Regions from separate parts of the Anas platyrhynchos genome. Here region 2 is linked to region 1. Evidence: chromatin contacts called from public Hi-C data. All regions are on one chromosome and are shown on one strand. The core of a region is the stretch at or near the end of the contact, and the rest is flanking DNA. Distances in the headings are between cores, read along the strand shown. Region 1 holds the start of ACAD9 (acyl-CoA dehydrogenase family member 9). Region 2 overlaps IQSEC1 (IQ motif and Sec7 domain ArfGEF 1).

Evidence for each region. Hi-C and Micro-C count contacts between places; a contact is called where the count stands out from the background.
Region 2: a Hi-C map of skeletal muscle shows a contact between it and region 1, with 2.0 times the contacts expected there. The contact joins the enhancer-like site here to the promoter of ACAD9 in region 1. A contact is called at or near these places in 3 of 8 Hi-C or Micro-C datasets (liver, skeletal muscle and subcutaneous adipose tissue).

Annotation. Positions count from the first base shown.
Region 1 is chr13:18,500,436-18,507,383 of IASCAAS_PekinDuck_T2T, reverse strand. ACAD9 (acyl-CoA dehydrogenase family member 9) reads left to right here and starts at 2,143. Exons shown (of 18, transcript XM_027467610.3): 1 at 2,143-2,354; 2 at 3,096-3,189; 3 at 5,637-5,738. The coding sequence starts at 2,229.
Region 2 is chr13:18,587,855-18,594,359 of IASCAAS_PekinDuck_T2T, reverse strand. All of the region lies in intron 4 of IQSEC1 (IQ motif and Sec7 domain ArfGEF 1), which reads left to right. Among named protein-coding and RNA genes, the nearest start is that of ACAD9, 86 kb to the right of the region's middle. Within about 2 kb of position 1,614, at least 1 of the 8 cell types and tissues checked has an H3K27ac peak or open chromatin away from gene starts, as enhancers often do. A contact at or near this core is called in subcutaneous adipose tissue, where this site is marked.

The DNA of each region.
Region 1 (6,948 bases), core at 894-3,393:
GCAAGAATTGCAGGAATGGGACAAAATAAAACGGTGTGATACAATACTGATGTGGACTTGATTTCTCAGTACGGAAACAAAAAGGATTCTCTGTCTGCAAGTGATAGGGCTTCTAGTTTCATGCTGTGGATCTGCTGTCATCCGCCGTGATTTGTTCAGCAATTGGAAGAAAAAAATTCTTTACAGGTATTTCTTCTAGGATATGATCACAGTCCCATTCTCATACTTAGCAAATGAATGCAAAGGGTAGAGCACTCAGATGTTTCAGTTCTTTTGAACTTCCCAATGAGGCTTCTTTTTTTCTGTTGTTTCCCAACTGCCTAGATATGTTTTCAATGTTGTGGATCATATTCTTCAAGCAGTCTGTTAGTGTGCTCTTTGTTTATTCTTCCTTTAATGTAGCTGGGTCACCTCCAGCAGTACTGGCCAGAACCAGTCTGACTTGTCTCAGTAGAGGCTGGCCTCATCTTTGTTATTAGTTTTTGCACTTGCATCCTTACCATATTTAGTGTGGGGAGAATGTCACTGTACCCAAACCTCCTCTCCTGACCTGCTGAAGGATGTCTTAGCTACTACCACCTTTATCTAGAAGTGGGTTGTGGCACTAATGTGGCAGCATTCTCTCTTCAACACTTCATTTCACCCTGGTGCCAGCTTGCCTGGTACAGGTTCCCTCAGTGAGGTAAGGTAAGAAGGTGCCTGCTCCCTTAACCCCGTGTGCCAGGAGGCTAAGCAGCAGCAGAGCCTTTTCTCTCTCACTATCCATGCCAGAAAAGAACTGCAGATATAAGCACCCTATAGAGACACTAACATGTTACCACCCCACCCTGATTGCATAGTGCTGGAGCCATCTCGGTGTTCACCACCTTTTTTTTTGTTTGTTTGTTTGTTTTTTGACAAGGCTAGACATTGCCTCGTGCTGTTCCATCTTTCAGTACTGAAAGAAGTTTGACAATTTCACTTAACCAGAACCTAACATGCGGAGACTAGAAGCTCAGGATTTTGGTAGTTGCCGCTCCTGTATTCATAGCCATGAAAACATGAAGGTTTTGTAATCTTACAGAGAAGCAGGGTCTCTTTCTATTTACAGGAAATACAGAAATAGCTACTTCTGTAGCCTCTCCTATCTATTGCTGTGAAGCCCTTTAGCAAGAGGGCTAGCGAAGGCTAGCTCATCTCATAAATAAGGTATCCATGTTCCATACAAAGACAAGTAGTTGGTACGGGTCACATTACGCTTTCAGAGGCTGTAACAAAATGAGTACTAGGGACTTGCATCTTCTCTCCAATTAATATTTACAATTAATGGAAGTCAGGAGCCTGGAGAGGAAAACCCTTCTTGGTAAAGCTTTGTTTGTATCCTCAGAGTGCTGTATGTGTTTGGACTTGACAGCGTGTGGCTGACTCACCAACAGCGTGAAATGCTTCTTACCTCTTGCCAGACACACGGCGAGAGGTATCATCCCTGGGTGATACCTCCAGCTCTAGCCGGGCTGCTGGCACACAGGGCTCCGGCACATTGCTCATCTGCTTGTGAATGCTTCGGGTTTGAGGATCCTCACTATGTGCTTACATACAGATTTAGATATATATATAATATATATATATATATATAAATACTATATATATACTATATAGCATAGTGTATATAGTATAGACTATATGGTACATAGTCTGTACTATATATATGCTTACCCCTTCCCTCCCCCTCGGAGCTATTCCTGAGCATCTGGGAGGCAACTGCAATGGCAATTTGTTTGAATTACGGCATTCAGGTTTTTACATTTTTCAAGTCACAAGTAAGTGAATTCCATTGGTCTCGTGTGGGCCTTTAATACTCGCTCTTTTGTTCAATTTCTAAATGTCAGTTTCTCAAATTCTGAGTACTTGAAAGTCTCTTCAGGAAGCAAGCTGAGGGCAGAGGATGCACCGGTGCACACGAGGTGCAGTGGTGCGGCCCCTCACCCCCTGCCCCGCCGGTGCCGGTGCCGGTTCCCAGCCGTGCGGCTGTGACCGCGGTCACGGCGGCCGCCCTGTGGCAGCGGGGGGGGGGGGGCGGGGCGGGGCCGCCGGCTGCCGGCCGTGTCCCGTCCGGGCCCCTCCCGCCCCACGGGCTGCGCACGAGCGCCCCGCCCCTTCGCGCGGCCCCGCGGAGGCTGCCGGGCCGGGCCGGGCCGGGCAGGGCTGGTGCCGAGGCGCGGCGGGCGGGAGGCCGCGGGGTAGCGGCCATGAGCGGGCTCCTGCTGCGCGCCCTGCGCTCCGCGCTGCGCGTGCCCGCCGCCGCGCGCCCCCTTCGCACCGCTGCGCCGTGCGCCGCCTTCGCCAAGGAGCTCTTCCGGGGCGCGCTCAGCAAGGTGAGGGGCGAGGGGCGCGCGCCCAACGGCCGCCCAACGGCCGCCATCCCCTCGCGGCCCGGCCCGCGCTGCCCGGGGCTGACGGGGCCGCGCGGGGCCCGGTGAGGCGGGGGAGGGGGGGCGAACAGCCCCGCAGGGACAGGGGCAGCGCCGCAGCCTCCCGGGCCCCGCTGCGCCCAGCGCCCTCTGCCCCCTGGAGCGGTGCTGGAGGCAGGCGGCGGGTGCCCGGCCTGCTGGTGGCACCCGGCCTGACCCCTGGGGGGAACGCGGCCGGCGCTGCCCAGGCCGGGGTGCGCCCCGCTCCTCAAAACGGGACGGGAACGCGAAGAGCTCGCGGCACGGGGCGATGCCGGGCGGCACGGACCCGCAGCGCGCTGCCAAGGAGCCGTGTTCATGGCCTGGGCTTTGAACGTGTCGTAATTGTAATCGATCCTGATGTGAATGAGTCACCTGTTGTTTTTAATTCCGAAATGGGATTATATTGACAAAAGTCGTGGTTAATAAAGGATTTTTGCATCCATGTAGTCCTTAAAATCTCCTTATTTTCTCTCTAATGCTTCCAATTTGTTTGGGTGCGTAGTGTAGTTGAATCCTGTACATCTCATCAGGTAACACTTTTGAACCTTTCCCACAAATCCAGATTTTCACAGTTTTTAGAACCTAGTATTTGGAAGGCGTATGTTCTTGGACTTTAATTCCAGTTGCATGATTCATGCTTTTTTTTAATGTCTGTTATTTTAGGAAGAAGTTTTCCCTTATCCAGAAATTAGCAATGAAGAACTACAGGAGATCAACCAGTTTGTAGGACCTGTAGAAAAATTCTTCACTGAGGAAGGTATAATTATTAGTTTCTTATTTGTGCAAGTGATTCAGTGACTGCAAAATGATTCAACCATAGCAGTTATAATTGTGTGTTATTGTTATAATTTAAGTCATTCTATGCGTTTGTAGCCAGTCATAGTGCGTGGTGATGCTATAGGCATGTTGATTCATGGGTTTTTCATATAGACTGCTTGGATGCTGATGAGAATAAATAAATCTTGAAAACAAAAGAAAATGAACAAATACAGAACAAGAAGGGAAGTGAAAGAATTCCAAGAGGTGGGATTTGAAATTGTTTAGCTTGGTTATATTATCGCCATTTGCTACTTACTGTATTGTATTTCTTTTGTGAAACTTTTTACTTGTACTGTAGTGAACCTGTTCTCAACAAAGCTTTGTAGAGATAAATGGAGGATCTTTGAGAAGCTACGAAAAATCAGAAGTATTATCATTTTTCAGCTACAGAGTAATGACTCTGCCTGGGAAAACTCATATTAGCTGTATGCATTCCAGATAGGGTTGCAGGGTTTCTTCTATTAGTGCTGCAATAGATGAGCCAATTCGAGAACAGTTGTAGAAAATTGCTTTCTACAAACAGCAATTTCTGAGATAGTTAAACAGTATTGTCTCAGATCTCCTGCTGACAAAGCTACTAGGTCAAGATTGCCAAACACTGCAGGAGTATGAAGAAGCCAGTGGTTGTCACAGGTGACAGTTTATGAGATATGGGTAATTTTAACAATAATAATGTAGCATTGCTCACTGATGGTAAATTAAGAATTTATATAGATTACATTTTGGGGGGGAACAGGATTCATTGAGTGAAAAAGATGATATTTAAGGGAGGACTGCTCATATTTGTTTGATTTCATTGCTATTTTTGTTTAGTTATTCAGGGTAATTTATGTGTACAGGATAAAAATAGGTTAGGAGAGCAGCCCTAACCAGTTACAAACTTGATATGGTTGGCATTGCATAAGGGGATTCATCTCAGCAGTTATTCTAAAGCCTAACGATCTGCAGACACTGTAGACAGAGGTCTGTATGGGCATAATAGAGGAAGAAATCATTAAAAAAAAAAAAAAAGCCTGTCTTCCCCAAAACAGTTGGTGACATTCCACAGATATGTATCTTAAACAGTATAGCTAAAAAAAATTAGTGTGGAAAAACATATTTTCTATAGATATCTTTTCTTTCTGAGTAACTTCAGTCAGAAGTGCAGCAGAATGCTTAGCTGCGTCCCTCGGTTGCATTTCATACAGACATGACAGCATCATTTAACTGTGGTGAACGTCAGTTTCTTTAGCAACGTGCTATTGCTCCTGAAGAGTTACTTCTTTTTGAGAACTTTTTGGAAAGATGGCTTATGGTCCTTTTGCTGCAGCTTGCATCCTACCCTGGCTGCCTAATATGATTCTTGTATATTTTCGCTGTCACCACACAGAACTGCTCTGGTAATCCCTCAAGAATTTAAGTAACTCGTAAGAACACGATTTTTGTAATTAGTCCGTTTGCATACTTTTGTTCTTCTTTTAATCCTAATCCTTTAAGCTCCAGAAGAAAATCCTAGAAATACCAAACAGAACCAGCCGTATTCTCTCCACAAGCTGTGCACATAGAAACATTTGAGATAATGATGTAATGATCAAATCTTTCCCATTTTCAAGTCCTTTTCCCATATCTGTCATCACAATATCATTACAATCTGTATGCCTGGGACCTTCCAGTTGTTTCTGACTTTCATGGTGTCGTGAGGTGAGACACTTGTGTGTAGATTCCATAGCAAATTAGTTTTTTCTTAACATCTTCAGCTCATTTAACGAATAGACTAAAAAACAGCCATTGTGAAAAGTGATGGGCTCAGGTTAATTTGCAGCACCCCTCTCCTGAAGGACGAGGCATTCTGGAAATGCTTTTTTTTTCTGGAAGCAGAGTTGGGACTTCGGGTGGAGTGTTCAGGACTTACCTCAGTGGTCATGTTCAGAGTGCAGAAAGTCGGTAATTCACCTTGCTGGGAGGCAGACTGGTTGGGGCCCCAACCAACCTGATGTACTTGTAATCCTACAGAAGCTCGTTTAGGGATTGAGACTCTTCCAACTGCAAGGGGATGTTGAAACAACAGCAAACACTAGAAAGAGCTACTCTTGTGAAACTGGGGATGAGATGTACATCTGTATCTGGTGCAACAGGCGCCGTGTCTTTTTACTAAAGATGCTTTAGTAAGACTACAGGGTAATTAGAGTGGTGGGGAGGTGCGATGCTCCAGCAGCCCCTTTATCAATAGGTTATTTCAGTTCTTCAGCTCTGGGCTCTCAAACTGGTATTTAGGTTAGAGGTCACAGGGCTGCTCACTCTGAGACACAGTGACCTGGGCTCTGATTTGAGAACACTGCAGTCTCAGCGATTTTTTCTGCATTAAGAAACAAGGTTTTTAAATTGTAAAACCGTCTGTATCTGCAGTGGACTCCAAGAAGATTGATCAAGATGCAAAAATCCCGCCTGAAACTTTAAAAGGATTGAGGGACCTGGGTCTCTTTGGCATGCAGATTCCAGAGGAATATGGTGAGTAAGTGATCAAAAAGAATAACTATCTGTATCTTTTGTGTCTTGCAAAATGTGTCTATACTATCCTGCCTGTAGTCATTTGGCTTGGACGTCCACATCAGGAGCTCGGGCTTCCCCTCTGGTGAACAAAGAGATGCAGGCACTGACAGGTGTCAGCTGGCTCCTCAGGGAGCTATGGATAATCTTAGCTCAGGCACCTAAGTTAGACAGCTAAATTTAGATGGTGTACATTCCCCTCGGCATAGCATTTTCCTTTCTGTTTGTTTTCTGGATGCAGCAGAGTAGCGTGATGTTTTATGGGACTTGCAGTACTAGCTGATGATTTCTAAAATTACACCAGGTTCAAACATGGAACTGATCTGTCAAAGCTGTCAACTGTCATTCACAGATAGGAATGTTTGACCATACAAAGGTATCAAAGTATAATGACGACTTATTCAAAGTACAGCTTTTCTATAAAAACTTCTTGTGCAGTACTGAACAAAAAGTTTATGTCCTGAAGGACATTATAGTATAAATTGGGGTCAAAGACATGAGTTACTCAGTAGATTACCCCTTAAACTTGCAAAGGCATTTTTAAGAAAATTCTAATCTTATTCTGATGCATTTTAAAAATGGGATTGAAACTAATACCTAATATGAAATATGTAAAGTAAGATCCTCGCATTGTCATATTGTCTTTTGAAGAAGACAACTTTGTCTTCTGAGTTGTTCTCTTCAGAACTGTGTTTGCCCAATGGCAGACACTAGTTTCAGTGGGTAGGACGCCTAATTTTTGAAGAGAATAGTATGAAACAATGTATTTGTGTTGGTAATTGCACTAATACTGCATAAAGCTGGAGACACACCTCGGTATTTATTTTCTGTAAAGCCATACCCTGTTTTTCATAACATTTTTTCATTTGTTGTTTTATTGTATTAGGCAACATAACTAGTGTTGCTGTGCTGCACTGATTTCAGTTATTTAAATAAAGCTACTTTTTTACTGCACCATAACTAATACACTGCTAACAAGGTTATTTCCCATTTTCTGTTGCTTAAACCTGCTGTACTTCTGTTGGTGGTGCCTGTCATACTTTAAAACTCTTCAGTCGTACATAGTTCATGGTATGGTATTCTTCCTAATGGGTTGTAGTAGTGGTGTATTTGTTAGAAGCATTATAAAGTGCAGAACTTCAGTGGGAAAATGGAGCTCTTGTAAATCATA
Region 2 (6,505 bases), core at 365-2,864, 88 kb before region 1:
TTCCCTTTGCTGTGTTGCCTTTTGAAGGCAGTGATTTAAGATATGCTTTTGCTTACAGTATAGGTCTCTTAATACTTGTGGGGCAAGTGGCAGCAGGAGTTCTGCAGGAATGTTTCTCGAGACAGGAGGAGAGCTGCTAGCAGGGGAGGCTTCTGGTCAGCCAGCCCTGGCTGGCGTGTGCCATTCACGGAGCTGTGCTGCTGGTTTGTCTTGGGTAGTCGTTCTTTTGGGACTCTCTCTTTTATTTTTTTTTATTTTTTAAATTCAAAACAAGGATTGTAGTAAGTAGTAATTTGAGAAGATGAGCACTTAGCATCCTGATATCTCACTGCTACCTCTGCAGTCGGTGTGCAGCTGTGCCAAAGCACAGCCCTGTGCAAGGCAAACTTCAGGAGCTACGCGTGGCGAGAAGGAAACAAAACAGATCCTGCTCATCGGTGACTAAATGTGCATGTGCATTGTCATATGCAAATTGTTTCTTCTGCTGGTATTTTGCTAATCTTGCCTTGCAGAAGGTTCAGGCAAATCTGGTAGGAGCTTTTTAAACAGAGGCCTGTGTCCAGGGGCTGCTTTCTGTACATTGCTGGTGGTCTGAGGGCAGGGACACGTGGGGCTGCTCTCACTGTGGTATCCCACGGGGGCTGGCTGCACGGCAGCTGAGGGAGGAATGGCCTGGTACCTTCGAGAGGAGGAGTGGTTTGCACTGAAGGGTTTCAAAGAGGGATTTTCCTGGTCCCTGTGTTTTCTTAGCATACCAGTATAGGTCAGTGTTAGAAACAAGGTAGTTTGGAAGTATGTTTTCAGAAACATGTTTGGAGCTGTGTGTCTGTGATCTATACAGGCACGCTCAGCATGGCAAGCTAAAGGAGAGTATTTAAGGAGAAATCTGTGAGAGAACAGGATGGAACAAATATTTTACTCTCTTTATGATTGAATTTATCACTCTGTAGTAATACATAACCCGCCTCTAAATCCCTGATGCACTGCATGTAAAATCCAGCAGCATAATTGCAGTTTGGTATTTTCCGATCACTTCTTTTCTAGTCTTTAATAAGGCCTGGAAAGGTAATGCAACACTGTCCTGCTCTGACACACTGCGTCTTCGTTTCCAGGTCAGAAAGATGCATAGCAGGTGGATTTTTTGGTAGAGCTCAGGGCTGGAAGCTGCCCAGGGCAGCTGTTGGGGCTGCAAGCAAAAGCAGACGTCTCAACTCCATTGTGCAGCTCTGCTTTGCTCAGAGCTTGGGCAGAACAGGCACACGTGTGCTCAGGGCACTGGTGCCATGCCCACCTTCCTGTAGAAGTGACCGGAGTCACCCAGCCTTTTTTTTTTTTTTTTTTTTTTTTTCTCAGAGTTCACCCAAATCCCATAGGGAGGACAGCATAATGTCCTGTGCTACTCTCTGGCTCAGGTGCAGGAAACTGCAGAACAGAAGCACTCCTGTTGTAACATCATTTCTTAGGCTATTTATTCTGCATTAGTATGGAATGTCTCACTTTGGAGGTGTGTGTTTATTGGCTCCGCCTCTATTTTTGCTTATTTACATCTGGCTCAAAATAGCATTCGAAGTACAGCTGTAAAGGTTGCCATGGGAAGAGTCAATATTTGTTTGCACAATTTACGCTCGGCCTGAACGCTGCTTCCTCCACTCCCCTTCTTGCAGCTGTCCCGCAGAACAGTTTTTATGGCTACTCCATCGAGTTCAGCGACTTGAGTCAATTAGTGGAGGTTCGTACTTTGTTACCACACACAGTGGTATTGTCACTGCAACAGCTGTTTCCTAGGGTGTGTGTGTGTGTACATGTGTGTATATACATGTCTGTGTATATATTTATTTATTTATATATATATATATATAGGTAGGGTGACCTTAGTAGAGTAACTTATTTTGCTGTGCAAGCATTGTTAGTGAATGTGGGTTTTTTGTTTTGTTTTGTTTTTCCTTAGTGATCATCACCCTTTGCTGCATCCTAAATAAAACTGTAAACGTCAGACCTTCGGTGAGCTTTGTGTGAAGGGGCTCCATAGGGCCTGCACAGAGCAGTTTGCAGGATCAGGCTGTGAGCCTAAGAATGTGCAACTGCTGAGAAGTGGCATGTCTGTAAATATTTCTGCATTTTAATTTAGCCTTCTGAGTGACACAGTGCATTTCCATGGTGACACATTTAAAAGTAGGTACATACACTTCCTGAGTTAAAAAAAAAACAAAAAAAAATATGTGTATTACTCAGTGGTGCACTAATGCTGAAGCCTGGAAAATATTTTACTGAAATACTTTTAAATATAACATTAGGGGAGTAATAAGACCTTCCTCTTTAACCTTCTTCTTAATCAGTTGTTTAAATAAGCAGTCAGTAAAAAAAAAAACATTTTCTTTACATTAAAATTGGATTTTTGTTCAACTGCTATGTATACAAAACATGTTTTATATAGAGAACATAACTAATATATATTTATATCGTATACAATCTTATGTTTATATTGCATGCTTATATGTATATTAATATATAAAATGTTTATATATGTGTTCTCTGTATATAAATAATGCATCTATATGTGGGACATTTCAGTGATGCTTGTCATTGTAGATACTGTTTGAAGTTAGTGGTTGCTAGCAAAATAATCAACTGTAACACAATCTGAACTTCAAGTAGAAAAAACTCTGTATTTAGAGTGTTACTTACAGAAAGACAAGGCATGGAAAATATGTGCTTCTACATGGTGTGTGCTGTACACATGATTTCTCAATATAGCACATTATACTGAGTCAGATGTCATTAATGCTGGTATAGAAAGGCACTCTCATACGGAACATTTATTAACAACAAAATTAACAACATCCAGGTATTTACTTTTTAACACTGACTAGTACTTACTTTTGTAAACCTTCAGACAGTATTTCTGAGGTTTTCAACTCTTCTACTTTTTTTTTTTTTCAATGCAACACAATTCTGTGTTTCTCAGAATTAGAAAAAAAATCATAAAGCCATGTTAAAAGTGGTCCTGTATTTTTCTACTTCAGTGTAGGTACAAAATGCAATGGGCACGCACAAGTTCACTCGTCTTACTGAAATTGCAAATCATTCAGACAAACAAACAAAAAACCAACATTCAATTCTAAGCAAACAAAATTATGCTTTTCTTGGGGATTGAGAGCTTTTGAGATGATGTTGATGACGTGAAGCATAACTAAGCGTTGTTAATCTCGGCTGTCCAAATAAATGCTTTTCACAGAGAGCACATTATTGCTGCCATAAAATGAATGTGGAAAGAGCAGAAAGCTGCGGGGAACCTTCTTGTACTGTATATTTATAAAGGATATCTTGGTATCCACAAGGTGCTTTAAGGGCATTAATATGCTGTGTATTAGCTACCTGGATTGTAGGAATCATCTTGATGTTCTGGTTTTGTCCAGCCTCATTTAAAGACATTTCAATCAGTGACAAGTTTACTAACTCCTGCCTAGGCTGTGTATGGGGCTTGGTGTCACCCTGTGTCTGTGGGTTCTCTTACGGCCTTTTTTGCAGTGGTAGTTAGTAATACTAAAATGTCCCAGGTCATAATAATGTTTCCACTGTAGTCTCACTTGGTGATAATACCTGGAGGTAAGGAAAATAATGAAAGTTTGCACCTTATGTGGGTCTTATTGATACTAACAGCTACTCGATGTGCAACTGCCCTATACAAGTTGAAACATCCAAAATTCACCTGCAGGAAACAGCTTTGTTTTAAATGTGCTCATGTCCTGTAGTACACCCACACATGAAAATGTGGCTGCAAGGGGGTGAGGAAGGTGCAGAGGTGAGAACTGGAGCCCAAGGGGAGGCAAACCACTTCTTTCGGTGGTAGTGCTGGCTTAATCTGACCGTAAATGTGCACTGTTTCTCCAGTAAAGGAGAATTACTTTAGTCATTTACTATGACTAAATAACAGCCAGGAAACGGAGCACTTCAGCTGTCTCTCTGTGAGGTCTGTGGTGGTGGAGCACCAGTACATATTCCTTACATCCTGAGCTCCCCATCCCCGAGCCGCACAAACCCACCGCCTGCCAGCCTCTCTCAGCAGTGGCACCACACACAGAGCCAGCACAATCCTGGGGCTGTGACTTCGTGTTGCCGGAGCTCACCTTCCCGTCCCTGCACAGCTGTGGGAGCTCTGGATTCACCAGAGGACTTGGCACTTTGAGTGAGAAAAAGGAAGGAGCCTCTTGCACATGTTGTGTGGAGACAAAGGACTATTAGACGTGTAAGGGTGTCCACAGAGCTGTAAATTGCAGTCACCTTCTATTCGCAGTACAGAGTCCGGCCTTTATTGCCCCTAAGAATGCAGACCAAAGGTTTTCCTCTCCCTTTTACTGTGTTTTGATATACAATTCCTGGCAGTAATAGAGTGGCCTTCTTAGCTTACAGATGAATTTCCTTCCAGAGGGGCTTTCTGGCTCCTTGGCAGTCTGTACTTTCTTTGGGGGATTTCCAGGCATCTGCTATCCTTCTCTCCATGGATTTGTGTGAAGAAAGTGTCTTCTCTTGAAGACCGTCGCTCACTGTTGGTTCACTAGAGTGCAGCTTCTCCTCAGGTACAGCTCCACTGCTGGGTGAGTCATGGCAGCACCGAGGGCTGCTGCAGGTGTCTGGGTTAATTATTTTTTTGAAAGGGAGTTTGCGTGGAATTCCCACACAAAAATGTATCATTCCACATGCCTACAGATCTGTCAAAATAAATGTTTAAAAGCTTGATAGCATTATAATGAAATGTAATTATCTAATAACTGGTGATTCTTTCAGAACACCAGAAGCACGTCTTGCTGTGAGTAGCGCTAAGGGTAGCATAGGCAGAATGAGTGACATTGAAAGATCTTCTCAGAAGAAACATGATCGGTTCTTTGAAATTTCTAAAACCCTCTACTTAGATAAAAACTCTGCCTAATATTATTTCTTCCAATGTTGTGCATGTGGATATAATCAGTCACTGTTGTAGTGTACCTAATAATATCATTTACAATAGCTTTCCACAGAAGGGAGGGTTTGTAGGATCAGCTGCTGTCACAGAGGGACAAAATCAGGTCAGCCTGTTGACAGCAGAGAATTTTGAGTCAGGAATCCTGGCTTTGGACTAATGGTGTGACTGTGATCTAATCCTCTTTATGCTTTGCTTTTCTCATCTCTGAGATTTTGTATGTTTTACAGCTTGCTGTAGCTTACTGGGTTTTCCGGTTTGCGTGCTTCCCCACTGGATGCATTAGTGTATCTTAGTGTTTTGTAACAATTTTAACACTGCGTAAATTCCTTTTTTATTCCAAAATTATGACTCTTATTCAAATCTAACCGGGGCTAAAGACCCTGCAGACCCCAGACTTTCACCAGCAGGGTTTCTTTTGAGGGGTGAAAAACAAATCGTTTTCTCCCTCTCCAAAGCTAAGTATTGTGTTGTATGGAACAGGATAAAAAAGCTGAATATGTAGATCCATTTCATTTGTAGTTCTCCCAGGACTAAAAGGTGACAGTTATTCTAATTCTCTTCTGTTGTGCTTTATGCTTTTTGTGCTTCAATACTCCCCTCATTCACCTAGGGATAATACTATTTTATATTTTCTAAAGATGTGGCGTGGTTTTTTTGAGATGTGTAGTAGAAAAGTACAGTTTCCAGTCTACAGCCCCTTGAAGTCAGTGAAGATTTCCATTGCCTTAAATAGGCTTTGGGTCTGTTCTTAGGAGAGCAAAGTGACTACAAAGACTCATTGTTTTGCCTGCTCCATAGCAACCGACACCATAAAGCCTTTTCCCAGATGTGTTTATTTAAAGGCCTTTTAAGTTCAGTTAAAAAATGAAGTGAAGTTGCAGTTATTGTTTTAATGCTAATTTTTGTATATCAGCACTAAAATATAAATATAAGTAAGTGAACTAGGACACAGCCATAGGAAGTGAGGGGGCTTACATGAGAAAAGATGAAATCAATGTGTGGGATATAAAACTGGGATAAATACAGTAAAGTGTTAACTCTTAGAGAATTACTTGGCATATTTGGGAATTTCTATGCAATTCCAGGTCATGAGGGAAAATTACCACAGTATGCTGTGTTTATACAGTATGAGAATCAATTAATGTTTGTTGATAATTTTCATCATGCAATCATGCACCGTAAGTGAACACTGTGAAAAAACATTGTACTGTACATTCCCAGAACCAATATATCCCCATATTTTTTAAGGAACAGTTTGTTTTCCTTAAGAGTACAGGTAACTCTGGAGGGGTGGAGGGTAAGAAAAGCCAAGAACACATTGGAGGGTCTTGGTGGGGGGGATCTTTCTGTGTTAGCATATTTTTTTTCAAGTGATGAATCGGATTAGGATCCCCCAAAAGCCCACTGAGAAAGGAGTGAGGTAATTTGGCCTGCGTATGCATTTAAGTGTTTGAGACTCCATGGTTGTATTTATGCTCTGTAGTATACAGACAACCTGAGTTTCTTCCTCTTTTTTTTTTTTTTTTTTTTTTCTTCCTGGTAGCA